2 separate regions of the Ovis aries genome follow, and region 2 is linked to region 1. A link is a contact called in public Hi-C data. All regions are on one chromosome and are shown on one strand. Each heading gives the region's core, a stretch centred on a gene start, on an enhancer-like site or on the middle of the called end of the contact. The rest is flanking DNA. Distances are from core to core; before and after follow the strand shown. Region 1 overlaps LOC121819000 (a long non-coding RNA gene). Region 2 has its middle 25 kb from the start of TTLL11.

Region 1 (6,450 bases), core at 512-3,011:
TGAAGAGCACTTAGGATTTTGTTAAAAAAAAAAAAAAAAAAAAGATGTTGCCTCGGCAGATATATTTGAGAGCCTCATCTATTAGGGGTAGAAAGCCAGAGAGGAGGTTAGAAGTACCTCTGCCAGCTTCTGGCTCTCTTGAAGGGTTCAGACTCTTTATAGACGAGAACCTGAGCCTCAGAGAGGAGCAGGTGTGGGTCACAGGCCGTATTAGAACCCAGGATTCCTGCTTCCTAGATCAGAGCTGTTTGACTCTGTACCTGTAGGAATTCGGGTTCATAGCGCGCTGGATGAGGCCCCAGGTCCATTTCCCCAGGTCTCCCCAGTGGGTCATCATCCCCAGCAGAGAGGTTCACCTCTTCCTCCGCTAGACAGACTTCCTGGAAAAAGACGGCCTCTGCTGCCACCTGGTGGCAACTCTGAGGTAGGGGCGGGGGCCACCTTGGCTCTGAAGCTAGCAGCAGTCCTCGTCTGTACAAGGGACCCTGTGTCATGGGGCAGGGTCAGCCCTGTTCTGGGGCATTAACCTCTTCGGGACTCCAGGATCATTAATGCTGGAATTTGTCATTGTTGTTTAGTCTCTAAGTCGTGTCCGATTCTTTGTGACTCCATGGACTGTAGCCCTCCAGGCTTCTCTGTCCATGGGATTTCCCAGGCAATACTGAGCAGGTTGCCATTTCCTTTTCCAGGGGATCTTCCCCACCCAGGGATCAAACCCCGATCTCCTACACTGCCGGCAGATTCTTTACTGACTGGGCCACTAGGGCTTGGCTGTGTGTGTGTTAGTGGCTCAGTTGTGTCCGAGTCTTTCCACCACATGAACTGTAGCCTACCAGGCTCCTCTGTCCATGAAACTCTCCAGGCAAGAATACTGGAGTGGGTTTCCAATCCCCTCTCCAGGGGATCTTCCCAACCCAGGGATCGAACCCCAGTCTCCTGCACTGCAGACAGATTCTTTACTGACTGAGCCACCAGGGCTTGGCTGCCAGCTCTCAAATCTCACCTGCTTCTCATTTGCCAACTGTGCACCCTTGATCAGGTGACTTAGTTTCCCAGCATGTAAAACAGCCTCCACGATGACAGGACCTCCGTCAGGCCAGTTACAAGGTCAGAGGGCACAGTCTGCACACGAGGCCGCCTCACTTCTGACACCGACAGCAAGTTCGGGTGGTGCCCTCAGGTCTGGTCATTCACTACAAAGACTCACACAGCTCCCCGAAAGCTCTGATAGTCACGGTTGTGGTTTCTTACAGGGAGAGGGTACTGACGAAGATCAACCGAAGGAAGAGATACACAGGGCAGCCACACGGGTCCCCCAACCAGTAAGAACAGAGGCAGGACTCATGCTTCTTGGTGGAACTGGCCCTTGTAGCCTCTTGAAAGAAATTTAACTGCCAGGGAAGGTGGTGGCAGCTGGCCCACCTGCAAGAGGCCCATCGGACAGAGGAAGCAACTCGTGCCACGAGATCCCAAGACAGCAGGGCCATCGGGGAGCTGGGGAAGCTGACTTCAGTATCACACTGTCCCAGGACCTTCCAAGATGCAGACTGCCTGATGGGTGGGAGTGTGTGAGGTCAGCTCAGTGAGCTTGCCCCTGGGGACCTGGCCAGCCCTGAGGCTCAGCAGGGCCTCAGATTTGCCCTCTGTTTCCCCCTCTCCCCAGCTTTGTGGGGCCCAGGGTGGAGGTGGGGAGAGGGGTGCTGGGGAAAAGAGGAAGGAAGAGCCAGCCCAGGCAAAGGCAGAGGGAGGGAGGGGACCTGCCTTCCCAGGGCCCCTGGGAGGGAGCTAGACAGGCCCAGCTGTGGGTTCTGAGGACCGGGGCTCTACTGGGGTTATGACAGCTCAGGCCAGGAGAGAACCGCCTGAACTGGGCCTCTTGTGCAGATGAGACAGCTAGGAGCCTAACCCAAACTCCACCCCAAGAGCTTGCTGAGGACAGAGCGGGGAACCGAGGGCCAGGAGCCCCAGCTTCTGCTTTGTGTCTTTGGGGTCCCCTGCTTCCCCCTCTGGGTCTCCGGATCTGTTCAGTGGAAAGAAGGGCTGGGCCCTTTCTACAGAAAAGCAGGAAGCTGGGGCTTATGGGAGGGGGTGAAGGGTACTTGAGATCAGGTCAGCGCTAGTCCTAGTGGCGTCTGCGCCTGTACCTAGAATCTCACCCCGCCCCCATCCCACCCCATCCCAGCTTCTCTCTGCCCACCACGCAGACCACAGTCCTCTCTTCTTGCTATTTTCAGACAGCCTAGAATTCCGAGGAAGGCAGGCCGGCACCTGCCCAGGAACTCAGAGGTGCTGAGAGAGCATCTCAGAGTAGTTAGAGGTGCAGCCAGTCCCAGCCAAGGAGGAGAGAGCTGGGGCCTGCCTTCTGGGCTGGGGCAAGGCCATCTCACTGGCCGGCCCTGGCTTGGTTCCTGCTGGGCCCTGGGCTGACCAGGAGGCTGGAGGGGTGTGTGTGGGGGTGGAGGCAGGGAGGAATACCCTCCTGGCTCTGGGCCTGCATGCTCACCCTTCCCTGGGACCAGGGTGGTTTGGGGGAGCTGCGCCTCAGTGGCTGGATTCTAGATTTGGTCTGGCTGAAACCCCCGCACTGACCCTCAGGCTGCGGCTCTGTTGCTGGAGGCCAAAGCCTGGCTTCCTCCTTTCTCCTGGGCCCGTGACGCCTTCCCCGTCGTGCTTTCAGAATTGTGCTTTTGTGCAGGGCTGGGTCCTGACCTCAAGAGATGGGAAAGGTCAGGGTCAGTGATAAGTGACCCTCACTAGAGGGGCACCCAGGTTGCCTCTTGTCTCCTTTCTTCCCCACCCTACTCAGAGAATACACTTAGCTAAGAGTTAGACAGACAGACAGGGAGGCACCACTCTGAGATGCTTTGGAAGGGACAGAATTCTCTCAGTCCTGGAGACAGCTTCCAGGGTAGAGGCAACTGTTCTCCCACCCACCTCTCAGCCAGTCTGGCCTCCCTGCCTTCTTCCTGTAGGTTCAGAGTCTGGGGTCTCCAGCTCAGGAGGGCCTCGTTCTCACTCTGTTACCTCTGAATGATCTTAGGCTTTGCCCCTGCAGCCTCTGGGGCTCAGTTTTCCCATTCATAAAATGGGAAGATGGGCCGAAAGCCCCTTCTAGGTTCTAGGGTGTAGAGTTGTGCTTTCCTTCCTTCTGAGGGAAGCAGATTCAGCGCAGGCGCAGGTGGCCTCAGGCCTGACTCAGCAGCCAGAGAGGTTCCCAGGCAGTCCCCAGGTGACTGTGGGTTTCCCCATCAGAAAGAGGCAGAGGGGATGGAAGGAGAAGTTAACTCCCCAGCCAGAGCATCGAACATGAAGCTGATTGTACCAGAAATAGAGACAGAGATGGGAGGAGGGTCAGCAAGAAGAAGATTAACCACATGAGAGAGCAAAAGAGGAAGAGAGTGTCCAAGATAGAGAAGAAGCAACAAGGCCACTCACACACAGAGATAATGACCAAGAGAGAGAAAGAGATACAGAGATTAGTGAGGACTGAGTGATAAGGCAGGGAAAGGAAGGCAGGGCCTTCCAGGAGTGGAAAAGGGCCAGGTGGCTGCGGCAGGGAAGCCAGTCGCAGAGCCTTCTGCCCCCTGGGGCTCTGCAAAAGCCAGATCCTTTTGCCTGCAAGGTGCTCAGGTCTGGTGGTCCTACTTCTGCCCATCAAATTTCCTCTGGGGCTTGGACCCTCCCGGCTGCCCAATCTAAATGTCCCCCAGACCCACTTCCCTGGGGATAATGTGTGCAGAGATGAGAGGCCCCGTAGGCTGAGGTCTCTGAGGCTTCGTGGCCTTGGGCTTTCATGAAAGGGTAAGGGCAAGTGGTGGGAAGTCAGAGATGAGTGAAGCTTGTTATCAGTGAAGGGACATGGTTAGTGTTGGGAGGAAAGAAAGGAGGTGGAAAATCCAAAGGAAACGTTCCCCATCTTCTTTTTAGGTCAGGTACTGACTCGGTGTCTCACTGTTTGGGGAAGGATAGGGAATCTGCCAAAAGGGCAGGATTAGGAAGCAAGTATTTAGTATCTGGCAGAAGGGGGAAAAGCAAAACAAGAAGAACAGAGCTGGGTAGGGGTGGGTTTAGTTGGGCTGAATTGAGCTGGGTTGAGTGTATTGAGTTTGGTTTGGGTGGAATAGAGTTGTGTTATGTCGTGCTGGGGTGAGTTGGTTGAACAAAATTTAGTTTGGTTGGATTGAATGGAGAGCAGTTTGGCTGAGTGGCCCTGAGTTGAGCCGATGTTCCTTGAATGGAATTTAGTTGAGTTAAGCTGAGTTGGGTTGTGTGGAGATGGGTTGCTTGCGGCTGAGTGGAGCGGAGTTCGGTTGCATTTGGCAGGGCCAGATTTGGGTGGGTTGGGTGGAAAGAAGTTGAGTTGGGTGGATGAGTTGAATTTAGGAGAACTGAGGTGGGTTGAGCTGAAATAGGTTGGGTTGGTCTGGGTAAGAAAGTTGGAGAGTCCCAGTGGACAGGAGTGAGGAGGAGTCTCGATCCAGCATAATCTAAATTATGCTTCCAGGGAAAGGAGGCGGCCTGAGATACCAGCAAGGAGAGAGCTGCTGAGGGGAGGGGGCTGAGGTGTGGGCCATCAGGGTTTCTCCGTCTTTCTGCCGCTCTACGCTTCCACTGTGGTGGAGGCCCACTACAGCTGTGACTTAAATCTTGGCCTGGGAAGAAGGGACCCTCATTGCGTGAATGTGTGTGCGTCCCCAGGAGTACCACATCCTCTGTCTTCTACTCCTCGGAGGCTCACCCATCGTCTGAGAGCTCCCTAAAAGTGGAAGTCTCCAGCAGACCGTCGGGAGGTTTGCCAAGATGCCATCTCATGAGGGTTTGTGGGATGGATGCAGTGCACCTGCAGGGAATCACAGAGCAGGGAGTCTGGCCCTGTGTGCTGGGTCCCAGGTGCCCTGGGAGACACCTAGTTCTTGTCCTAAGGGCTTAGGCTTGGGGGCTCTGAGGTGTCTCTAGAGCCAGGGCTTCTCGCCTCAGAGTGGGGGCCTGCGGCCAGACGGCTGGCCAGTTCCCACTCACCGCTCAGCTCTTTCTTGTGGTCCTGTGGTCCTGGCCACAGGGCTGGGCCTCCTCGATCCCCAACCCCTTGGTGACTCACATGCGCACGTGCGCGCGCGCACACACATCTACGCACACCCCACATAGCAAGGGAAGCCCCGTGAGAGAGCCCTAGGTGGGATGGATGAGAAATTGGTTCTTTATTGCCGGGGAATCAGGATGGCCCCTCCCTGTCCAGGCCCTTGGAAGAGCCCTCACGCATCATTTGTGGTGTCAAAATGCCACGTATTTGCAGGGGATGGAAAAGTCAGAGAAGCCAGAGTTTGAAATTCTGGAGCTGCGGTTAACAACTGGGAGACTCTAGCCAAATCACCCCAACTCTTGAGCGAGGTTTTTCATCTGTAAAATGTGCATAACCTTCCTTTAAGGGTAAGGGAGACAATCAAATGAGATAACAAATATGCAAGTGTTTGCACATTGCATCCTGATTGTGTGTGTGTGTATAAGCAGTAGTCATTCATTCAGTGATACATTTATCGGGTTCATTTATTTAAGAAACACTGATTACAGAGCTTAAATGTCAGGCAATGACCTAAGCATTTTCTAAGAATTAACTCGTTGAATCCTCATAACAACCCTATAAATGTGGTGCTGGTGTTCTCCCCATGTTACACATGAGGAAACTGAGGCACAGAAGGGTTAAGTCACTGGCTTAACACCATACGGCTAGGAAGTGGTAGAGCTGGGTTTCACACCTACTCTTATTTGACTCCAGAATATTTCATTCATTCATTCATCAGAACTCTGTGTCCGGTCCTGAGGCGACAGAAAAGCCCCAGGCTTGGTCAGTGTGGTGTTATGGTTCTCAGCCAGAGGCCGATGTAATCTTCTGGAGGGAGAGGGGAGGTTAGAAATGCACTGAACAATTTTTGGTTGCTGCTGTGACTGAGCTTACTATTAGCCAGCTGAACTTCCTGCCCTGTGTGGGGGAAAAATCCTACACAAAAGGTCAATGGAGCCCCATTGAGAAACCACTCAAGAAAACAGTGCTGGCTTTGGAGTCATTCCCGACCTGGATTGAGTCCCAGCGCTGCGATTCCAAGACTTTGTGACTTCGACCGAAGTTGCTTCATCTCTGTGAGCCTCAACTCTGGCAAACATGGTCTGCGAAGTGCCCAGATGTATCTGGCATGCTCTGGTTGTTCAGCAAACACAAATATCCTTTCCTGTTCAAGAACACACCAGGAAGTACCGAGGAGAAGCAGCTTTGGATTCCAGCATCCCATCCATATCCTTTTCCCTTCCACTCTGGGCGGCTCTGAAGCCTGCCAGGCTCCAGAAAGGCAGGGGACTTTTCATCCCCATAACCTTTCCTTCTTCTGTCCATCCAGGCTCATGGCCAAAGGCAAGAGAGCCTCTCTTGCCAGCTCTGAGGTTTCAGGTAAAATCCAC
Region 2 (6,612 bases), core at 1,018-3,517, 210 kb before region 1:
AGCTGTTGGCTTCAACTGCCTCAAGGTACTCAAGGCAGGTGTGCAGGTGCAGCTGGGAGGCTGCCCACAGGTGGGTGGAGTCTAGGCATAGGGATTAGGAGGTTCTGCCGGTGTGAAGAGCGTGGAGTTCACAACCCTTCTCCCACCTGAGCCTCTCCCAGCACCTGCCTCTCTCCTCTCTATGGGGCACCTGCTATGGCTCCAGACCCTCAGTCTCGCCCCAACAGCAGCAGATGCTGAAGGCTGAGGCATGCGGGACAGTGGCTAGTGGGCAGATGAGCGGGGTGGGTGGCTACCATCCTAGTGATTCAGGCCTGACTGGCCGTGGCCCCTGAGGTCAGCTCCTTGAGGCCCAGCTAAGCACTGACATAGTGGCCGGCTCATGCATTGAGACAGGAAGCCCAGGCTCCTGCCTACTTGCACGCTTGTGGCTTGGCATTCTGCATCCATGCTCACATTCCAATAATGCCCAACTGCCCCATTTTGCAGGGAAAGAAACTGAGACACAGGGAGCTCCAGATCACCCTGCAGGATCTGGGAAATACAGTCCTTAATGCAGAAGGCTGGGCCAAGGAATGACCTGTTCTCATGCTGCCCCCTCGTGGTCAGAGGAGGGACTGCAGCCAGTTGCTCCCTCCCAGGCCACCTCCCGTCAAACCCCACCCTGGGGCACCATCTACAGCCTGTTTCTCAGTCTGGAGGAGCCTCGAGGTCAAAGGGCACTCCTGTTTCCCCATGCCAGGCTGGCTCCCTTGGGCAGGGACCCCCTAGATGGGGGCCTTGTTGCTGAATGAGGGGTTGCAACCCCCCACGTGAAAGCCCCACTGCCGCGTCTGGGGCACATCCTCAGTCCTCACCTCTTTGCCTCCTCTGATCACACTCTCTTTCTTGAATTCTGTCTCCTTGGCCCTGATGGAGAGAGGCTCTCCTGGTTTTCTTCCCACCTCCCCGACTATTCCCTCTTGGATTTGGGGGGCCTCTTGTTCCCCTCTGTCCCTGAGCCTCTGACCTCCCATCTCTTACCTGGACTGGGAGCTGGACCACCCAGCAGACAGGCAGGTAGGCAGACAGCCTCACGGGGCCATCAGACTAGCAGCCCCAAAAAGGAAGACCAGGAGGAAAATGTCTGTTTCTAAGAATTCATCCATTTGGTGATGATGAAATCTTTATAATACCTGTAAGTGCTACGTTTTATAATTTAGCATCCTTTTTGGTTAACGGAGATAAGACGAAGGCCCCATCTGAGTGACCTCATCTATTTGTTACTTACAGTTACCTGTCAACAACCTTCCAGCTCCCAGGATGTCACCAGACCCGATTCCAACTGCCTCCTGGACTTCTCCTCTAAAGGTCCCCAGGCTCTCAGGCTTACCAGATCCAAACCATTCTCATCATCTCTCCCCCAACCCCTAGCCAGCGCTGATATCCCCCAAGGTGACTCCACCATCATGCTCACTTCCTCCAGTTCCCTCCCACCACGGCCAATCCCTCACCAAAACGTGCTGGCTCAATCTCCTTAACAGCTCTGGCATCTTCATCCTTCTCACCACCCCACAGCTGCCCTGCCCTGGTCCAGGCCACCACTGTGCCTCCCGACTGGTTCTCCCACCCCAGCTTCATCTCATTAGCTGGCACTCACATGCCCATCTGATGCTGTTGCTTCCTTGTCTGAGCCTGTCCCCGGATTCCTAATACCCCCAAATGAAGCATTGGTACCGCCAATGCTCTCAAAACTGGCCTTTAAGCTCCCCAAGATGTGGCCTTGTCACCCCTGTGACCTCATCTCCCATCATCCATGATCTCACATTGCTGCTCCGTGTGCTGAGAAGTTCTCAAATTTTAATAGCTACCGAATAACTGAACAGGAGGGTGTCTGGACTGGGTGGGGGTGGGAAAAGCCTGGACGTATCATCCCAAGCTGGTGATGACTTCCAAAGTTATCTATTCTGCCACTTAAGGCCACCATCAGGTCACCAATCTTCAGGGGGCTCTAGTTCAGCTTGTACACCTCCAATGATAGGGAGCTCCCTTCCTCTTCGCCTTGCTGGATGGGTCCTATGTTAGCAAGCTCTGCTCCTGGAGTACATGGGGATAGGGGCAGGGAACTGGAACTGTACAAACCCTCATCCTCGGGGGCATTTACATGCTTCTTCCTCCCTGGGAGCCCCAGTTCCCTGGGTCTGGGAGCCCCTGTAACAGCTCAGCTGTAGCTCTATCAAGTCAGTCTGGGTCTTACAGAGAGATGATCATAAAGGCCACCAGAGGGCAGTGCTACCCCATACACAGCCCCTGGGACCAGTCTGTCTTTGTGTCTCAAATGCTGTGGGTTTTTCAGGGAGTGTGTGTGTGTTACTTTGTGAGTCTTCAATGAGGTTGTTTATCCAGGCCAGTGTGTATGTGGTTGTCCATTTTTGCTCACATCTTAGTCCCTATTTCCCACCCCATCAAAGAGTGTGTTGGTCACTCAGGGAACCCCAGGAACAGACATCGGGAAGCACAGCCTCACCCCACGCAGTCCTTACCCTCTGAAAAGCCCCCTGCCACCATCACCGTTGTCACGAGACTCGCTGCCACACCTGAGCCTCAGGCACTCATCAGACTGGGGCAATGACCCTAATCAGTGAGAAGGGGTAAACAGGCCTGATGCTGACTGGAGGTCCAGGGCTTTGAGACAGAACGGATTGTGACCTGTGGGGTCCCTGTGGGCTTGGAGCCCCCAGGCCCTCCCTCCCAGCCTCACATCTACACCTGCCCACTGATACCCTACAAGGAGGAGTGGCTATATACCCATCTGCCCACTGACACCCTGCAAGGAGGAGTGGCTATATACCCATCTGCCCACTGACACCCTGCAAGGAGGAGTGGCTATATACCCATATTATGGAACAGGCATGTTAGTCTGGTCAGTGTCAGCCCTGAGCTACCCACCAGGGCACCAGGAAGACTCAACCCTTGTTCCCAAGCCTCAGGGGTCAGGGCCCCAGGGAAGGATGCAGGTGCAACTCTGCCCACAGCTGTAACAGAGAGACCGGCCTGGAAATGAGGGTGCCTGGGGGAGGGAGCTGCCCTGTTGCCTACAGTGATGAGAAGGAAGGCTTCTTAGGCCCATACTTGAGATGGGTCTTGGGGGACAAGACAGAGTGCCAGCAAGAGAATAGCAGGTGCAAAGGCCCTGGGGCTTCCCTGGTGGCTCAGATGGTAAAGAATCTCCCTGCAATGCAGGAGGCCCCCGTTCCATCCCTGGGTTGGGAAGATCCCTTGCAGGAGGGCAGGGCAACCCACTCCAGTGTTCTCACCTGCAGAATCCCGTGGACAGAAGAGCCTGGTGGCCTACAGCCCGCAGGATCGCAAAGAGTCGGACAGGAAGGCAGCACTGAGGTGTGAGTGCAGAGCCTGGCCAGGCCAGGTGCCTTCACTGCGGGGTGTGTGCAGGTGATGTTCTGGGGAGACAGAAGATACCGCACAGGAGGAACCTTTCCCCAGACACCCGGTTTGGGAGACTGCCAAGCCACCCCATCCTCAAAGCCAAGGCCAAGTGGGCTGCTCCTCCTGCCTCCAGCGCCTCCGCAGAACGGGCAGGTCCCGTCACTGCCCCCATTGTTCCTAAGGACCCAAGAACCCAGGGAATTTCTGCAACTGAAGGGGGAGGGGCGACAGGGCTGAAAAGAGTCCATGAGATTCGCAAGCACGGAGTTAGAGACTTAGAATCCAAGAAAGGTGTCGGACAGACAGAGAAGGAAGAGAGGAGAGAGGCAGAGAACCTGGGGGAGAGAAACAGGAAGAGAGAAAAGGAGAGAGTGAGAGATGGGGAGCCCGAGGAAGGCAGGCAGAGCACGGAGAGAGGGGTGCAAGGCGGGGGGTGTCAGGGCGAACTTTCTGGGCCTCCCTCCTCGCGCCTCCGGGGCGGGCGCGTGGCCGGCAATCAGGCCGGCAGGAGGCAGGTGGTCGAGGCAGACAATGGCGCGGAGGAGTGCGGAACCTGGGACTAAATTTGGCGCTGCCTTTGCAGGGCGCGGGGCCGCCCGTTCATCTCGATGCAAAGGAGACACGAAATGAATATGCAGCGCGGGCTGTAATTGGGCCGCCGTGGCCGCCGCCGCCGCCGCCGCACTATAATTTTCCAAACAGGATCTTGCAATCAGGGCCTTATTCATTAGCGCATAAACAATTTTGTTTCTCGGCACTCGAGCCTGTCAATCACGCCGAGAGGGAACATCTTGGCCGGAGGCGCGGGCCCCCGCGCGCGCTCCCACGCGCGCCCCCTCGAGCGGCGCTGCGTGGCTTTGTGCCCGGCGGCCCTCGGGTGCTGGGGTTGGAGGGCACGGAGCCCGCGGCGGGGTCTCGGGCAGAGCGGATTGAGGAGTGGGCGGCGGAGGAGAGCGCGGGCTTGGGGAGCCCAGAGCCTCGGGTTCGAATCCTGCCTCTGCCATCTCCTGGCTTTGACCTTGGACCATCCGGCTTCTCCTCCTCGTAGCCTTTGCTTGCTCCCCTGGGGGGAGGCGCTAACTGTACCCCTGTTCAACAAGACGGGTATCTGCTGAGAGAAAGGATGCCCGGTGCTTTGGATGCTGGGGCTGGGGGTGCCGGAGGATGGAGGAGGGGCATGGAGCTCCTTCTTTTTAAAAGAGGGGTTCTGGGTCCCACAGAGGGCTGCTCATCGTCCCAGGCCCCATCCAGAGAGGGGTTCTGTTGTGTTGTGTGTGTCTGTGAAAAACGGTTCTTCAAGGAGCTGGCCACAGCACTGGGCCCTGTGCCCGTGTGAACACCGGGGCACTGGAGACTGTGCAAGTCAGCTCTGAGCCTTTGTGGTTGTGTGTGTGTGTATGAGTGTGTGTGTGTATGAGTGTGTGTGTATGAGTGTGTGTGCACCCGTCCATCTGCAGGTACACCTGCTGAGTGAGGCGGGCTGTGATCGTGCATGTGTGTGTGTGGTTGCTTGGTTCCCTGTGAGATCACTGAGCTGAGTTGGCTGCCTGCTGATGGCCAAGGGACAGGGGCCAAGTGCGGCTGTGTGGCTGAGGGAAGGCTGCAGCTGTGGGGCTGTGTGACTCTGGGTGTGTGTCTGTTTGTGGATGTGGGTCCTCTGGAGCCATGACCCAGGATTGTGTGTGTGTGTGTGTGTGACTCAAGCATGGGGTGGGCACTGTTTCTTTCAGGACAGATGACAACTTCCACCCTCCCTGATGGCTCCTTCATCAGCTTCACTTCCCCTGCACAGACCAGAGAAGGCAGCTTTTTCCCTCCAGGCAGGCTCTGTGGCGTGGAGGGGTTCACCTGTCCAGACCTCACTGCCTCCTTCAGTCAGCGCCCGTCCATCAGGAGAACCCCAGGGCCTCCAGAATTTCATACCCAAATGCTCTCATCAACTCAGCTTTACATTCTTGTTGTTGTTCAGTCGGTAAGACCTGTCCGACTCTTTGCAACCCCAAAGAGGTTTACATAGATGACAGCGTGTCAGAGCTGGACTGACCCATTGCACTGACGGGGGAAACAGAGGCCCGGGCCTGGACAGCACGCCACAGAGATGCCCCCCCCACCCCCGCTCACCACCCCACCCCCTCCTCTTCTGCAGTGCCCCACACCCATCCCTCTGCACACACAGACTCTGAGGATGTCCCGGCAGCCAACTGACAGGCCATCAGCCTGTGCAGACACTCTCTTCACAGCAGCCCGGATACCCCTCCCCACCCACCAGTCACCCCCAGGACCAGGCCAGGAAGGGAGGCGGCCGGGGAAGGGGCTGCGGGGAAGGCACGAAGTCCGGAAGCCCAGAGAAACAGGCTTCAACCTGTGGATCCGGCCGCGCCCTCCCTCGCAGCCTCCCTGTCTAGTTGCAGGGCTGACCCCGGCCCTGGGCGACCCAGGCTCTCCATGAACCTGCTCCCATGAGTGGCTCCAGGGACAGCCAGTGGGCACCTCAGCATGCTGGGCAGTGGCCAGAGGGAATGGCTTTGAATGAGGAGGCCAAGGGGTAACATCCAGCCCTGTGGTTTCCTGGCTGGAAGACCTCGGTTTCCCCATCTGTAAAGAAGAGCTGTTTAGCCTCCGCATCCACATGCCCCTTGGTGCTTGGTATTGACAGAGTGAAGAGGGCGCAAAGGAAGAGACCCTCACCTGGGGCCAGAGTCATCTCCCCACGTCCCCGCTCCAGACACATTTCAGAGCTTTCACTCATGAGGAGCCCCTGCCAGGTACCCAGCTGCTGGAGGCAATTCAGTCAGGGTTTCTAACCAAAATTCACACAAGTTGGTCTTTCTTGAAAAACAGTCCCTTTCCAGGACTTTTTTTTTTTTTCAGCTGCACTGCGGCACGTGGGATCTTAGTTCCCCAACCAGGGATCGAACCCCTGTATTAGAAGTGGGAGTCTTAACCACTGCATGAACAGGGAAGTCCCTGTATGACACTTCTCTGAGACCATGTGTTTTCAGAGCCATCATGTCGCCTTATGCTGGAGGATAGACTATTTGCTCATTTATGGAGGCAAAACCCAAAGAGACTCGAGGGCCAAAGGCCTCTTCCCCAAGGTCACCAGCTGGGACCACAGGAGTCTAGACTTGAACCCACTAAGAATAGTGCTTCCCCTGCCCCTGCTCCTACCTCTGTGCTGCCTGG

The links. Hi-C and Micro-C count contacts between places; a contact is called where the count stands out from the background.
Region 2: a contact with region 1 is called in a Hi-C map of hypothalamus, with 5 times the contacts expected there. The contact joins two enhancer-like sites. A contact is called at or near these places in 14 of 16 Hi-C or Micro-C datasets (blood, hypothalamus, liver and 6 more).

Annotation. Positions count from the first base shown.
Region 1 is chr3:13,548,027-13,554,476 of ARS-UI_Ramb_v3.0, reverse strand. It overlaps LOC121819000 (a long non-coding RNA gene), which reads right to left. Exons shown (of 2, transcript XR_009600104.1): 2 at 5,527-6,450. Among named protein-coding and RNA genes, the nearest start is that of PTGS1, 11 kb to the right of the region's middle. Within about 2 kb of position 1,761, at least 3 of the 54 cell types and tissues checked have an H3K27ac peak or open chromatin away from gene starts, as enhancers often do. A contact at or near this core is called in hypothalamus, where this site is marked.
Region 2 is chr3:13,762,341-13,768,952 of ARS-UI_Ramb_v3.0, reverse strand. No RefSeq gene overlaps it. Among named protein-coding and RNA genes, the nearest start is that of TTLL11, 25 kb to the left of the region's middle. Within about 2 kb of position 2,267, at least 6 of the 54 cell types and tissues checked have an H3K27ac peak or open chromatin away from gene starts, as enhancers often do. A contact at or near this core is called in hypothalamus, where this site is marked.